2 separate regions of the Anser cygnoides genome follow, and region 1 is linked to region 2. Evidence: chromatin contacts called from public Hi-C data. All regions are on one chromosome and are shown on one strand. The core of a region is the stretch at or near the end of the contact, and the rest is flanking DNA. Distances in the headings are between cores, read along the strand shown. Region 1 overlaps NCOR2 (nuclear receptor corepressor 2). Region 2 overlaps NCOR2 (nuclear receptor corepressor 2).

What was found. Hi-C and Micro-C count contacts between places; a contact is called where the count stands out from the background.
Region 1: a contact with region 2 is called in a Hi-C map of liver, with 5 times the contacts expected there. The contact joins two enhancer-like sites. A contact is called at or near these places in 2 of 7 Hi-C or Micro-C datasets (both in liver).

The regions. Positions count from the first base shown.
Region 1 is chr17:4,170,907-4,177,559 of Taihu_goose_T2T_genome, reverse strand. The region is part of intron 1 of NCOR2 (nuclear receptor corepressor 2); the gene reads left to right. Among named protein-coding and RNA genes, the nearest start is that of NCOR2, 40 kb to the left of the region's middle. Within about 2 kb of position 4,614, at least 1 of the 3 cell types and tissues checked has open chromatin away from gene starts, as enhancers often do. A contact at or near this core is called in liver, where this site is marked.
Region 2 is chr17:4,017,957-4,023,790 of Taihu_goose_T2T_genome, reverse strand. It overlaps NCOR2 (nuclear receptor corepressor 2), which reads left to right. Exons shown (of 47, transcript XM_066979209.1): 20 at 2,600-3,164. Among named protein-coding and RNA genes, the nearest start is that of RFLNA, 70 kb to the right of the region's middle. Within about 2 kb of position 1,585, at least 2 of the 3 cell types and tissues checked have open chromatin away from gene starts, as enhancers often do. A contact at or near this core is called in liver, where this site is marked.

The DNA of each region.
Region 1 (6,653 bases), core at 3,365-5,864, 150 kb before region 2:
CACCTCTCTCAGATGAACACGCGCAGGTACCACAGAGTAAAACTGAAGTATTTTATGCTTCAGTTTGGTTCGGCTCCTTCCCGATTGCCTTGTGAGCATTGCGGCGGCGGTGTTCTGCTTTACCGGAGGGAGTTTGGGTGATTTCAGCCTCCGCTGCTTAAAGCTGTGTTTTCCCTTCCTGCCAAGGGTTTCTGCTTTGCTCCTGCTGCTCTCCCAGACAGGCCCTGGTGGCTGTCAGGATTCAGGCAGCATTTTTAGAGGTGACTAGGGAAGAGTCAGGCCATCCCGGTGCTTTTTCCTTGGTTTCTGTGCCACGCTGGCTGTCCCCGTCCTTCCTGTCCCTCCGCATACCTGGGGAGTTGCTCCTGGTTTTGTAAAGCAGCTGGGAGAGGGCTCGACAGCAGTGCCTGCGGTGAGGCTCGGGGACATGGCCGGACGAGATGACTTAACCCGTCGTTTTATTTGAAAGTAATCTCTTAACTTCCACGTTTCCAGGCTTCTTTCAAGCAGCACTTTAAAGGTGCGTGTCAGCCTGTCTCGGAATAAGCATTAAGCTGAGGCAGGAGGACTATTTTGAAGGGGAGGAAAGCCGCTGAAATTAAAGACACTTGAGAAGACACAGCCATCACAGCTGCCAGAGGAAATTCTCCTCTTGCCAGACAGCACATTAGCAGCAGTCTCTTGCTATCCTGGGCACAGTCCCGTGGTCAGGCACTTAGTGCATTTCGAAGATGGGCTGTCAAGGCCAGAGCTGTCTATGGCTTGCAATTACTGACCTTTGAGGTAATGTGTCCTTAATAGAAGGATGTGAGTACATGAGAGAAAGAATTATCGTCATCATAACCATCTCCTCACCTCTTTGGAGGAGGACAGTTCTGTTAAAGGACCTGTGCTCCAGCTGAGCTGGTTCTGCCCCTCCAGGAAAAGTGCCAGCTTTGGCAAAGGCGAGGGTAGATGTGGGGAGGAGAGGGAGCCCAAATGACCACAGAGCTGTTACTGGCTTGTTAATTTGCTTTTTTTCTTCACTGCTGTTAGTTTTGGGCTAGGGCTTGTGTACGAAGTCCTAGGCAGGGTCTTCAGGGTAGCATACAAGCTTGTCTGGACTTGGGGATCCACAGCTGGCAGAGCACCTCAGGGAGGGGAAGGCTGTTTGGGTGAATCAACGTGGGCATTGCAGAGACGTCTGGGACTGCAGCTACAGCGATGAATAATAAGAGATCTTGTCATGTTTGGGCAGAGTCTGCCTCTTTGCTGATTGTCTCCTTGGGAAAAGGGACCTACAGGCAAAGAACACGAGGCTCTTGCACTCAGTTAATTTTCTCCAGGGATGGCAAATGCTTTGCAAGGCATTGCCCTGTGCTTCTTTATCAGAGGATCTGAAGGCCCTTTGCAAACCTATAATTAGCCTTTGATTTGCCTCAGCACCTTTGTGCTTGCCTCCCTTGTGGCAAGACTGGCAAGCCTTGCTACCCTGCCTCTGCCAGAGAGGGGATAAGGGATCAGAAGGATGTCGGCCGGAGCCCGCAGGAAGCCAGGGGACTTCAGCAAGCCACGAGGTCTTGGTGACTGATACAGCTAAGTGACTTGCACGGGTGCAGTGACCTGAGCAGGGCTCTGCACATTTCATGCACAGTTGCTTTAAAGGGATGCTGATCATTTTCAGCATGACCTGCTAATTATTAGAGCAGATGAAAGACTTTTTTTTTTTTTTTTTAAGTCCTCCTCCCACTGCATGTTCTCTTTTCCCTCCTCCTTTTCCAAGTCTTTATCCAAGCTAATCAACATGATACAAACAGTCTAAAAAGCGGTATTGTTACTACAGCTATTAACTGGGAAGGAGACAGCAGGCATCTGGAGCCTCTCAGGAAGGACTTGCCTGGTGTAACACATTATTTTTAACAGCCGAAGTGAGAGCTGTAGAGTCAGAACAGAAAAGGCTTAACATCCTTTCTTTTGAGATCCTAATACTCAGTGACCTGTATCCTATGATGCAGATTTTTAAGAGCCAAGTATGGAATTTCAGTAGTGATGAGTCTTTCCAGAGATCTGATACATCCCTGATTAAAAATAAATATCTATATCTGTATCTTTTGCTGGTGAGTGTTCAGATGTTCAAGACATGTGGCTGGGTCCTGCAAGGAGAATCTTTCCATCCCAAGCGACAATTTAATGTTAATACAGTGCCCCTAGGCAGCAGAAGGCAGGACTTGGGAAGGGTAATGTTAACTTGGTGCTGTTGTAGTTCCTATGATTGTGTCGAGCTGGAGGCATTGGTTTTTCTCCCATATTTCAAGATTTTCTTCTCTAGAGCCATGGGATAGGTTTTCCAGAGTCCTCTGCTCTTTTTAAATGAACACTTAGAAGTTGTGCTGATGGGGTAATGGAGGCGGTTGGGGTAAGGTAGAGGATGAAGTCGTCTCAGGGATTTCAGCTGTGGTGGTGTCTTGGAAGGAAGCTGTGCAAATGGACATGATGTTTAAATACTGTGTCCTGAATTGCTTTCATTTGGTTCTTATTTTGTAAGCCATTGGCTGGGTTTTCTGTCCTTTCAGAAATCAGCAGCTTCTTATGAAATATGGAGCTGTTTAAAAACAGACAGCAGCTGCTCCATCCCTGCGTCAGCAAGGACTCAGCAGAAGGAAGGGGAATGGTAGACGGTTGTTTAGCTGTGATATTCTTCCCTTCATTGCTGTTGTCATATTGTGTTAACAGAAGGTCTGATCAAATGTACACCAGGAAAGTAAGACTTAATGTTTCTTTGTTCTCCTGGAATGGTGCTGGGAGGGAAGGGGGGAATGTTTGAATGAGACTTTTATTTATGTGGCTCAGAGAGCTTGGTGTTGCCTGTGTCGGTAGATATGTTTTTCTGCTCTTGTTTCTTAGGCTATTCTTGGTATTTTTAGCTGGGAAAAGTCTTTATTTGTTTTCTTTGTAGAAAACCTCCGCTGTGTGACATAAAAACCTCTTGGGGGGTAAATATTTAGTGGAGAGAGTATGCTCCGTTCGAACCGGCTTCCTAACTTGTTTTAAATTCTTTTCGAAAATCTCAGCCAGATTATTTAAAAAAAAAATAAAATGAAAAATGAGGAACATCGTTGCACAAGAACTGGAAGGAACCCAAAGAGTTTGCTTACTGTTAAAATTGCGACATGACTGAAAACATTTGGTAAAGAAAAATTAATTGCCTGGTGTATTTGTGGTTTCCTGTTGAATCTCAATTTCTAGAGGAGGCTGAAAAACCCATGGATGTTTCCTGAGATTACTAGATAGCATTATACCTTGTGTGCATGACCGGAGACCTTCAGCAAAGCGTGCCAGATGTCCCCGGTTTGATGCAAAGGGTCTCTTCCATCCTGAGCGTGGCTGTTTGCTCCTTTTTAATTGGGTGAGCAGAGGTAATGGTCCAGTTCTGCAGCACGGAATGAGCTCTGAACCTGGATGAGACCTCTGGGACCATCCTACCTGTCCTCGCGTTAGTGTTCGGACAGGGCTTCTGAGCAGTTTCCTACACCTTCATCAATCTGGTAATGATCTGCTAATGACTTTCTTCCGACCCAAAAGCTGCCCAAAGAAGGATGCTCATGTGGTCGTTAGCCCCCAGATGTGCCCTTTAATGGGCTCTAAAGCCACAGACAGGGCTGTTTTTTAAGGGAGGAGAGGATCAAGCAGTCATGCAGCGGAGGAAGGGCTTGAATGTGGTTCAAGATCTGCTCTGGCCCATTTTGCATCACTCTTGGATAACGACCCTGTGCCTGTTGACTTGTGAGAGCTTGAGAGAATCAGATGGGAGAAATATCAGGGCTGCCTGGGGACCCCTTCAGGTGCTCGGGGACAGAAGAAGGCTGACCTGGTACCATCCTGGGAGCTGCGGGTTAAAAGCAGAGCTTGTCAAGGCGGCAGTGCTTGCAGGCACCTTGGTGTGGCTGTGCCGCTTCTTAGGGCGCCTTGCGGACCCCGGGCAGGTCGCTGCAGCCGATGGGTGCTGTGGGTCTGGAGCCCCTTTGGGGTGGGCTCGGAGGGGCACAGAGGCTGCTGGGGAGCCCAGAGCCTGGGATACATCCGAGAGCAGCTGGGTGAAGCCCTGGGCTCGAGCCATCTCAGTGGGGGCAGGCCAGGCGATCGCAGCTCCCCTCTGGCCCGCGGTGCGCGCGCCTCGGCTCGATCACGCAGTAGGTGGCTGTGTGTAACGGGTGGCGTCACGTGGCTTAGGGTTGTGAAATCCCTGAGGCTCCTCCGGGTATTCCTGCGGGAAGGGCAGAGTTAGCCCTCGGGTGACTTGTGTGTGGAAACGGTTAATCCCATGAAACGCCAGGGCTGGCTTTCTGAAGCCAGGGCAGGGGCTGCGGGGGGAGCGTGGTTAGCGCGTAGACTGGAGACGGGCTAAAACTCATAAAGGGAAAACGTATGTAGGAGTTTTAGAGCTGTGTATGAGCGTGTTAAAGCTTTAATTTGAGATCGTTTACTGAGATCGAAATGAGCTTCGGCGCAGCTACACCGCTCTCGGGGAGCCGAAGGCAGCTTTCGAGCTGGATGTTAGCCCCGCAACTGCAGGCAGCTCGCTGTTCGAGAACATGCACAGTTGCTTAATATCTGCTTCTAGTTTCACTGGAACACTGTAAAGCGTTTTCTGGTGTCGTTTGAAATAATGAGAAACGTATTTAAAAAGTAATGCTCATCCAACCCTTCAGCTTTCGGAAAGTTTCCCACCCAGCGTGCAACGTGTTTGCTCTTGGGAGGGTGGGAGTTAAATTTTCCTCTTGACTCAACTGTGGAAACTGTGTTCATTTATCATTTCCCAGTTTAGCTCCTGCATTGAAATTATAGCAAGGCTGGAGTTTATTTTTGGCTTGTGTACATTTATCTCCTGTGTATCCTTGTATCTATTATTAGAATCCTGCTCTATTGCTAAATGGATTGGCCGAGCTCTTGGGGACAAAATATCGAAGCATATGACTAGGCTGCAATATCCCTCGGCCGCGCTGCTTCTGCAGTATTCATAGCGACTGGGTTTACCCAGCATTTGTCCTAGCGTTCTTATTTTAAACCCTGAGGATGCAGTGGGCAGAGGCAGCAGATAGGAGATCTGAAATGGCATATCAGTGTGTAAGGGGAAGGAGGGGGGTGTGGAGGGGAAGCTGTGGCTGAACATAAACAGAAAGCAGCCGTGCGCTTCGGAGGCATCGGAATTGCGTGGCCGGGCTTCAGCCCTGTCCTCGGGTTGCTTTTCTGTCTTTTTTTTTTCTTTGATATTTCCATTTCAGGCCCCAAATAAGGGGATGATGAATCCCCTGAAAGAGGACCGGTATGATGGTTGGTAGGCTCAGGGCTTACCATTTCCTGCATTAAGAGAGAAGTTGGAAAATTTTTATGGATTTCAGCCTCGTTTCCAAACCCGTGTGAAGCCGCTGCTGCTGGTCGGTGGCTGGACGTGGGTCCTCAAATCTGTACCTAGCTTTATGGCTTGCACAAGAGGGATTTTCGTACTTCCTCTGATCTCGCTTGCCTCGTGTTTCCACATCCAGCCTGAGCTAGTTGTTTTTTTTTTGGGTTGTTCTGGGATTTGATATGTTTTGTAACCAGCTATTGAATATCTTCTCCGTGATCTCGCTTTGCTTGCAGAACTGTTAGATGGGGTTTGTTCAAGTGGCCTCTTACATTTTCCCTGCCTCTGTCCCACGTCTTAGGAAGATGCGCGGGGTCCCGCGTACTGTAGCGGTGTGCCTGGGGGGGGGGAATAGTTCTTCACGCTTTTTTAGTTTTTTGAATAGCCTGGGCAGTGCCTTTGGCAAGGGTACAATCCAGAGCTCCCTGAAACAATTGCGAAGACTTATTGTTGTAGCACAGCTTTGGATCGTGTTCTTGATGTTGTTTTTCTTCCCTTCTAATTTGTTGCTCTAAAAAGCATGATGAAACGCTTCCCCTGCTCCCCTCTTTTTTTTAATTTTTTTTCCCCTTTTCCTTTTAAGCTGCCTTCCTACGCGTGTGGATTTTCTCCTTCTGTGGCTCTTTGCCATGCGCCAGTTCGGGCCGTGTGTGAGCTCGGTTCTGCTTGGCTGACGTGGGCTCACTGAGTGCACGGGCTGCGTTCTGCCGCCGAGTCTCTTGATCCAGTTAGAGGAAGGCTGCCTGGGAATGCCAGCTTTTGCATCGATGCCTGAATGAGTCGTCTTTTTCCATCTCCTCCCTTCTTTGTGTTCCTCTTCCAGCATCCTTCGGTCCCGATGTACGTGCCACGTGTTTCCCCGGTCTGCCTGTGCGAGCAGCATTTCCTGACGTCAGAGCGGGTTCCTGACGACGCGCTTGGCCCACGCGAAGCTTTTTTTCCCCTGCAGGCTCCACTTGCAGGGGCAGGCATGCCCGGTGTGCATCTCGCCTGGGGCTGGCTGGGTGCTTTTGAAGGCTTTGGCTTGCGGAGCCAGAGGAGGGTTAGCCCTGGCCGTGTGGCTGTGCCTCTGGGCTGGGGGCAGGAGCTCGGTGGCACGGTCAGCGCGGGGCTGGCTTGCCCGAGCGGTTTGGTGCTGTGGCCACAGCTGCTTGGCAGGACGGGGAGAGTTGATCAAACAAAGCTGCTTCCACTAATTGTCAGGCTTTTGTATTTGTTTTTGTGACTTTTTTTTTTTTTTTTTTAATTTTATGAACTTTAAAGCATGCAT
Region 2 (5,834 bases), core at 336-2,835:
GAGGGATGTGTATTTTGGGAAGGTTGTGCAATGCAAAGGCTCAGTCACCAGCCGGCCTCTGCTGGGGACCCCCGGGGGTCTCAGGAGTCAGGGGTGTGCAGGGAGGAGCAGCTCTCGCTGCTGCCTTGAGCTCTTGAGGACCAGGGGTGCCAAGTCACTGTCACCTGAAGTCGCTGCCATTCCCAGTCCTCCCCAGTGCAGCTGTGGTGTGACAAAGCTCTGCGCTCCCCAGGCCCCTCTCCACCCCGCGCGCACCTTGTCCCTGCAGGGTGGCACCTGGGGTGATGCCCAGCGGCTCTTTCTCGCCCCACAGAAGCAAGAAGTGCCCTTCTTGCACCGGTTTATTTCCAGTTTTCATCAGCACACGCTCCCCAGAGCGTTGGCTCTCGTAAATCAGCTTTCTGCTTGTTTTCCTCCAAAAAGCAGGCCCTGCACAGCTCGGCAGGGCACGGGGCCGAGCCGGGGCAGACTGCAGGCACTGCGGGGTCTCGGAGAGAGGCGCAGGGGGAGGCTGCTGGAGGAAACAAAGCAGAGAGCCCCTGGGTGATGCATGAGGATGGATGCAACCCGCCGGGCTCGCACAGCCCATCCCCGTCCCGTCAGGGCATCGTGGCCACCACTGCCCCAGGCGGCTGAGCCCCCCCAGGGCTGCCACAGTCCCTGTCCAGCAGGGCTGATGGACCTCGGCGGGTCCTTTCCTCCCCATTCCCCTTTTAAGGGAGCATTTTCCTCTCTCCCAGCCGTACGAAAGGAAGGAAACAACTTGAAAGTGACAATTTTCAGCTATTTATCGCTTAGAAAGCACGGCAGCGAGTTTGGAGAAAATGTGCATAATTTTCCAACAATAGCCCCATTTGACTTTTGTCAAAGTAATTTAATAACTTAACCAGCACTGCTGGCACCCTGCTGCTTCCTGGCCTTAGCACCCAGGCTAATGGGACTTGAAATTGGAAATCTTTTCAAATCATTGTTGGAAGTGACTCATTACAAGGCAGATTCCAGGTAAATCTTTGTGCGAGGTGATATGTGACTCAGAGCCGCGGAGTAAAAGGTAGTTATTGCTCTTTGTGAGAGTGGCTGAGAGGAAACAATGCGGTTTTGAGATTAAAGACAGATCTCTTGACACTCGCTGAAGCTTTACCTTCCTAGAGCTCCAATCCTCATTTCTCATTCCTCCCGTTGGGCGGAGGGGGCCTGGTTCTGAAGCGGGCTGTTGAGCGGAGCGAGCGTGGAAGCAGAGGCTGATGAAATGTCACGGGCACGGAAATGTCAGAGCGGCGCTCTGCTCGGGAAGGTCGCGGGCTCCGGGGTGACATTCGGAGACCCGTGGGGAGCACCTTGGGGCCGGGGGCCACGCGGCAGGCCCTGGGGTGGGGAGAAGGACTCGGCGCGGGTTGTAGCGTGTGATTAATCGCCTGTGTCCAAGCCGTCTGCTTGCACATGCGAGGCACGTGTGCTTGTTTGCCCGGTGCCCGGGGCTTTGCGGCCAGCCGGGCGCTCCCATCTCCACCCAGCTCCCTTCCTCGCCTCCCCCGCCACGGATTCAGGGCCCAGAGCGAGTGCAGCAGAGCCCAGCGCCCGGCTGAGCCTTTTCGTGGCTCAGCTGCCCCTTTCACATCGGGTAGCACCAGGCGCGGGGGGGCCGAGCGGCTGCATGTCTCTGCCCTGCAGTCCTGTGCCCAGCAAGTGGAAGACCTCGGGTGTGCTCAAAACGCGTGGCTCCTGGGACAGCCACATCTTTGTGTCCCCCATTTTGCTGGCGTCTGAAGCAAAATGGGCTGCTGTGGAGAGAGGCAGGTAAAGGGGCACCTGGGAAGGAGCTCTTTTGGACAGGAGCACAAGGGCTGTGCCCCAAGGGGCCGTGCCGAGGCGTGTTGGGGGCGTTGTGCGGTCGCCTGGCCCTCGCTGCCTTCCTTTGTACAAGGGAGGCCAGGAGGGAGCGATCCCCTTCCAGCTGCAGGCCCCCTCTTCCCGCAGCACCTCCATCTCTCTGGCCTTCCTGGCCCGTTTCAAGCCATGAGCAGATCTGAGGAACGATCCTTTACATTTAATAATTAACCTGTCCTGCAGCACTGGCAGAGCTTTGCTCTCACCGACCCTGACCTCCTTTCTTTCGCCTCTGGCGGCTCAAACAACAACAAACAGGCGCAGCGTTTTGGGATGGTCCCCAGCTGCCCTGGGGGTGGCAGCGCCAGGGACACGCGGGACGTAAGGCGGCGGCCGCGCCGTGCCAGCGGGCGGGCAGCGAGCCGCACAGCTCCCGGGCCCGGCAGAGCAAAACCGAGCTCCAGAGCTATGGGTGAGGGAGGCCAGGAGCGAGCAGCAGGGTTTTCCATCAAAACCCTCCTTCCCAGTTGCTGGGAGCGTGGTTTCGGCTTCGGGTGGGGGTTTGCGGCAGCCGCAGCAGATGCTGAGCTGGGCAAGCCGGGAGACCCCCGGCGCATCTCCGGGGCATCCCAGCCCCGCGCCGCGAGCCCCGGGATCGTCTCCCCCTCGGAGCAACGAGGGCGTTCTCCTCCCATGGGAGGGGGCGGAGGCAGCGGTATGGGAAGTGAGAATCTCAGCCCGATCCTTATTTTTATTTCTTCCCTTTTCTCAGCTGCAGTAAATAACAGCTCCGACACTGAGAGCATTCCCTCGCCGAGGCCCGAAGCCAAAGAGGGAGGCGAAAGCGGGGCCAAGGCACCACCCGGGCCGGGAGGTGACTCCGGCGCAGAACCGGCAGTCAAGTTGGAAGAGGCCCCCACGCCCCCCGACGCTGCCGCCGCTCCCGCGGCCCCCGCCACCAACCCCGCGCCCGCCGCCAGCCCCCCTGCGGAGGCGGCTCCCGAGGCGCCCGGCGGCGAGGAGAAGGCCCAAGAGGAGCTGGTGGTGGACGTGGTGAAAACGGAGGAGCCGGAGGAGAAGGCGAGCGAGGAGCCCTGCAAGAGCGAGGTGAAGAAGGAGGAGGGCGAGGACGGCCAGGAGAAGGACAAGGGGAATGACAAGAAGGCGGAAAGCGGCGCTGGCGGCGGAGGGGCGGCGGGGGCGGAGGGGACGCCCAAGGCCGAGAAGAAGGAGAGCCATAAAGGCAGCAAAGGTGCCGGGGTGAACCCCGACAGCGACTCCAGCGCGACCTGCAGCGCCGATGAGATGGACGAACAGGACGCCGTGGACAAGAGCAGGTAGGGCTGGGGGGAGAGGTGGGGCACTGCGTGGCCCCAGGGCCAGGCGAGGCGTCTGCTGCGTGCGGCAGTGCCCACGTGCTCTCTCCTGAGCTCTTTTTTTAGGAACGTCACCACTGAGGTGCTCCCCAGGCAAAGGGACATGCCCGGCTGTGTCCCCGCGTGGCCGCGGCCCTTTGGCCATCGCTTGCGAAGGGTCCGTGACCCCGCGGGCAGCGCGATGTCCCAACGCGGGGGTGCTGCTGGGCAATGGCCGCAGACAGGTGTTGGGTGCAGAACCGCTGAGTCTGCTGCTCGCAGCCCTGCGGGGTGATGCAATGGAGCCGGACGTGCCCTTGGGGACAGCTGAGTTATGCAGAGGCGTAGACTGGGCTGCCTGCATCCGGGGCTGGGAACGGTTTTTCTGTCTGAGTCGGCGCTGGCAGGGGAGCAGTCACTTCGGGGACGTGTTCCCAGCGCAGAGAGGGGGCGAGCTGCTGCCTTGGCGGAGATGCTGCTGGGATCCGCGAGGGTGAAATATCCGCCCTGGCCATAAAGGGGGCAGGACGGTGAGGGATGTGCGAGCTTTCCTGCGGAAACACCACCGGGGCTTCACCTGAGCCGCTGCGGCCCCGAGCCCCGCAGCCACCCTGGCCGGTGGCCGAGGGGGTCTGCGACCCTCCACGGGTGGCTCTTGGGACAGGGAGGGGAAACATCGGCCTCTTCGGAGGGGAAACGTCCTGTTCCCCTCCCGTCTCTTCCCACCACAGCCTCAGAGCCCTCCCCACCCAAGAGCTTCACAAACGGGACAGGGTTTCCTGTTTTTTAAAGAATATATATAAATACGCGCCTCTTTGTAGTGCTATTCTCTCTGGTGGCTCCCACTTCCATCCACGCTGGCTCCTGGGCCGGGAGGGACCTCCCGCATCCACCCGGCCGTGGCACGGGGGCACGGAAGCCCCTCCAGGCTCCTGCCTCTGCACTGGGCTGGGACCGGAGGCTGGCGTCCTGCATCCAGCATCCTGCATCCCTCCCGAGGGCTTGCAGGGGGCGGTTGGCAGCAAGACGGGTTCTCCGAGGCCAGGCAGGCTGCATAAGAAAAAAAAAGAAAGAGAAAAAAAAAAAACACAAAAGGAAAGCGGCAGGACAAGGCAGCAGGCAGCTGTCATGCTTCTGTGATCTGCCACCCGTAACGGGAGCGCTGCTCTCAGGAGGGCACCGCGGTGGGGGAGTGCAGGTGGGTGGGTGCTGCCGGCGCAGGAGGGTGCAGGAGCGTCCCTGGTGCTGCCTGCACGCCCCCGGGGAGCAGCCCCCCGCTGGAAGCAGCGCGGACGCTGCCGGGGGCGCTGGGGATGCAGCTGGCCCTGGCCCCGTGGTGCGGCCGGGGCCTCTTGGCTGGGGAGCTCCTCTCTGGCGTGGAAGGAGTCCAGCACCACCCCTCCCCGCCCTCCCCTTCCCAGCTGGGAGAAACCTCCCTGCGAGGGGGAGCGAGGCCAGCAGGGCTGTACTCCTCTGCTTGACACGAACCCAGCCGAACACGGGACGGCAGCAGCTTTTACCAGCCTCCCTGCTGCAAAGGAGCAGCTCTTCTTGGGAACGACTTTTCCATCCGGGCTCCGCACTGAGTCAGTGCAAATATCTCAGCCGTCAAACGGTTCCCAGTTCCCGGGAATATCAAACAGTAATCGGGCATCCCTCTGCTGCCCGGCCTCTCCTCGTAGCAGTCCGGTGGGAAGGCGCAGGTGATAGCAGAGCCTGCGGGCAGGGAAAGCTGCAGCCCGAGCAGCCCCGTGGCTTTGTCCAGGCGAAGCGGCCGGCCCTGCCGGCCCACACCGTGTCCTGCAACCAGTTTGCGGGAGCTGGTACCCGCCGTGGTGCGCACGGGGATGCCGCGCGCTCCCTCGTTCGCTCCTTTTCGATGCGGTCTCACAGAACCAGAGGCATGCCTCCCGGTGCGTGCCTGCAGCCCTCCAACAAGCCGTGGGAGTTCAGCTGCCCTGGTTCCTCGCTTCTCCAGCCAGCCGAGGCCGCGTGCCCGCGGGCGGCTACCGCAGCCCCACCGCCGCGTGACTGCGAGCACGCGGGCAGAGGCGACGAAGAGGACGGGGCTGCCGAGATGCCGCGTGAGCCGCCCCGGCTGGGACGGCACCGGGCACGTGGGCGATGCTCGCCCGCCCACCCTGCGCTGCTGAGCTTGTGAAAGCTCCGGGGTGGCCTCAGCGTCTCCCCGAAGGGGATGGGGGTGGCTCGAGGGTCCCTGCGGCCACGGGGAAGGGGCAGGCGCTGGCCACCGTGGGTCCTCCTCCTGTTTGCGCTGGCAAAGGCTGGGCTGGGAGAAGGAGCCACAGCCTCAGCTCGTCAGAGCTGAAGGAGGCAGCTGAGTGTCCGTGGTTACACGCAGCATGTGCTGGGAGGGCTGCCGCGAGCACTGCCAGTACCGCAGTTCAGTGGGAGGTCAGGCCAGATGGAAACGCGCGTGCGAGGCCGCGCACACTTACCCGCTGCCGGTCTGCAGCGCGGGGCAAGGAGACGCTGCCCTGAGCCTCCCGGGCAACCTGGTGACTGCCCCCGGTCTCTGTCCCCTTTATGCAGTGACCGCATGCGCAGGAAACTGAGTTTGGACCACCTCGGAGGGGTCATGGTGCATTGGGTTGTCCAGCGGTTCGACCAGTCCCTTGGGCTCGGACCGGT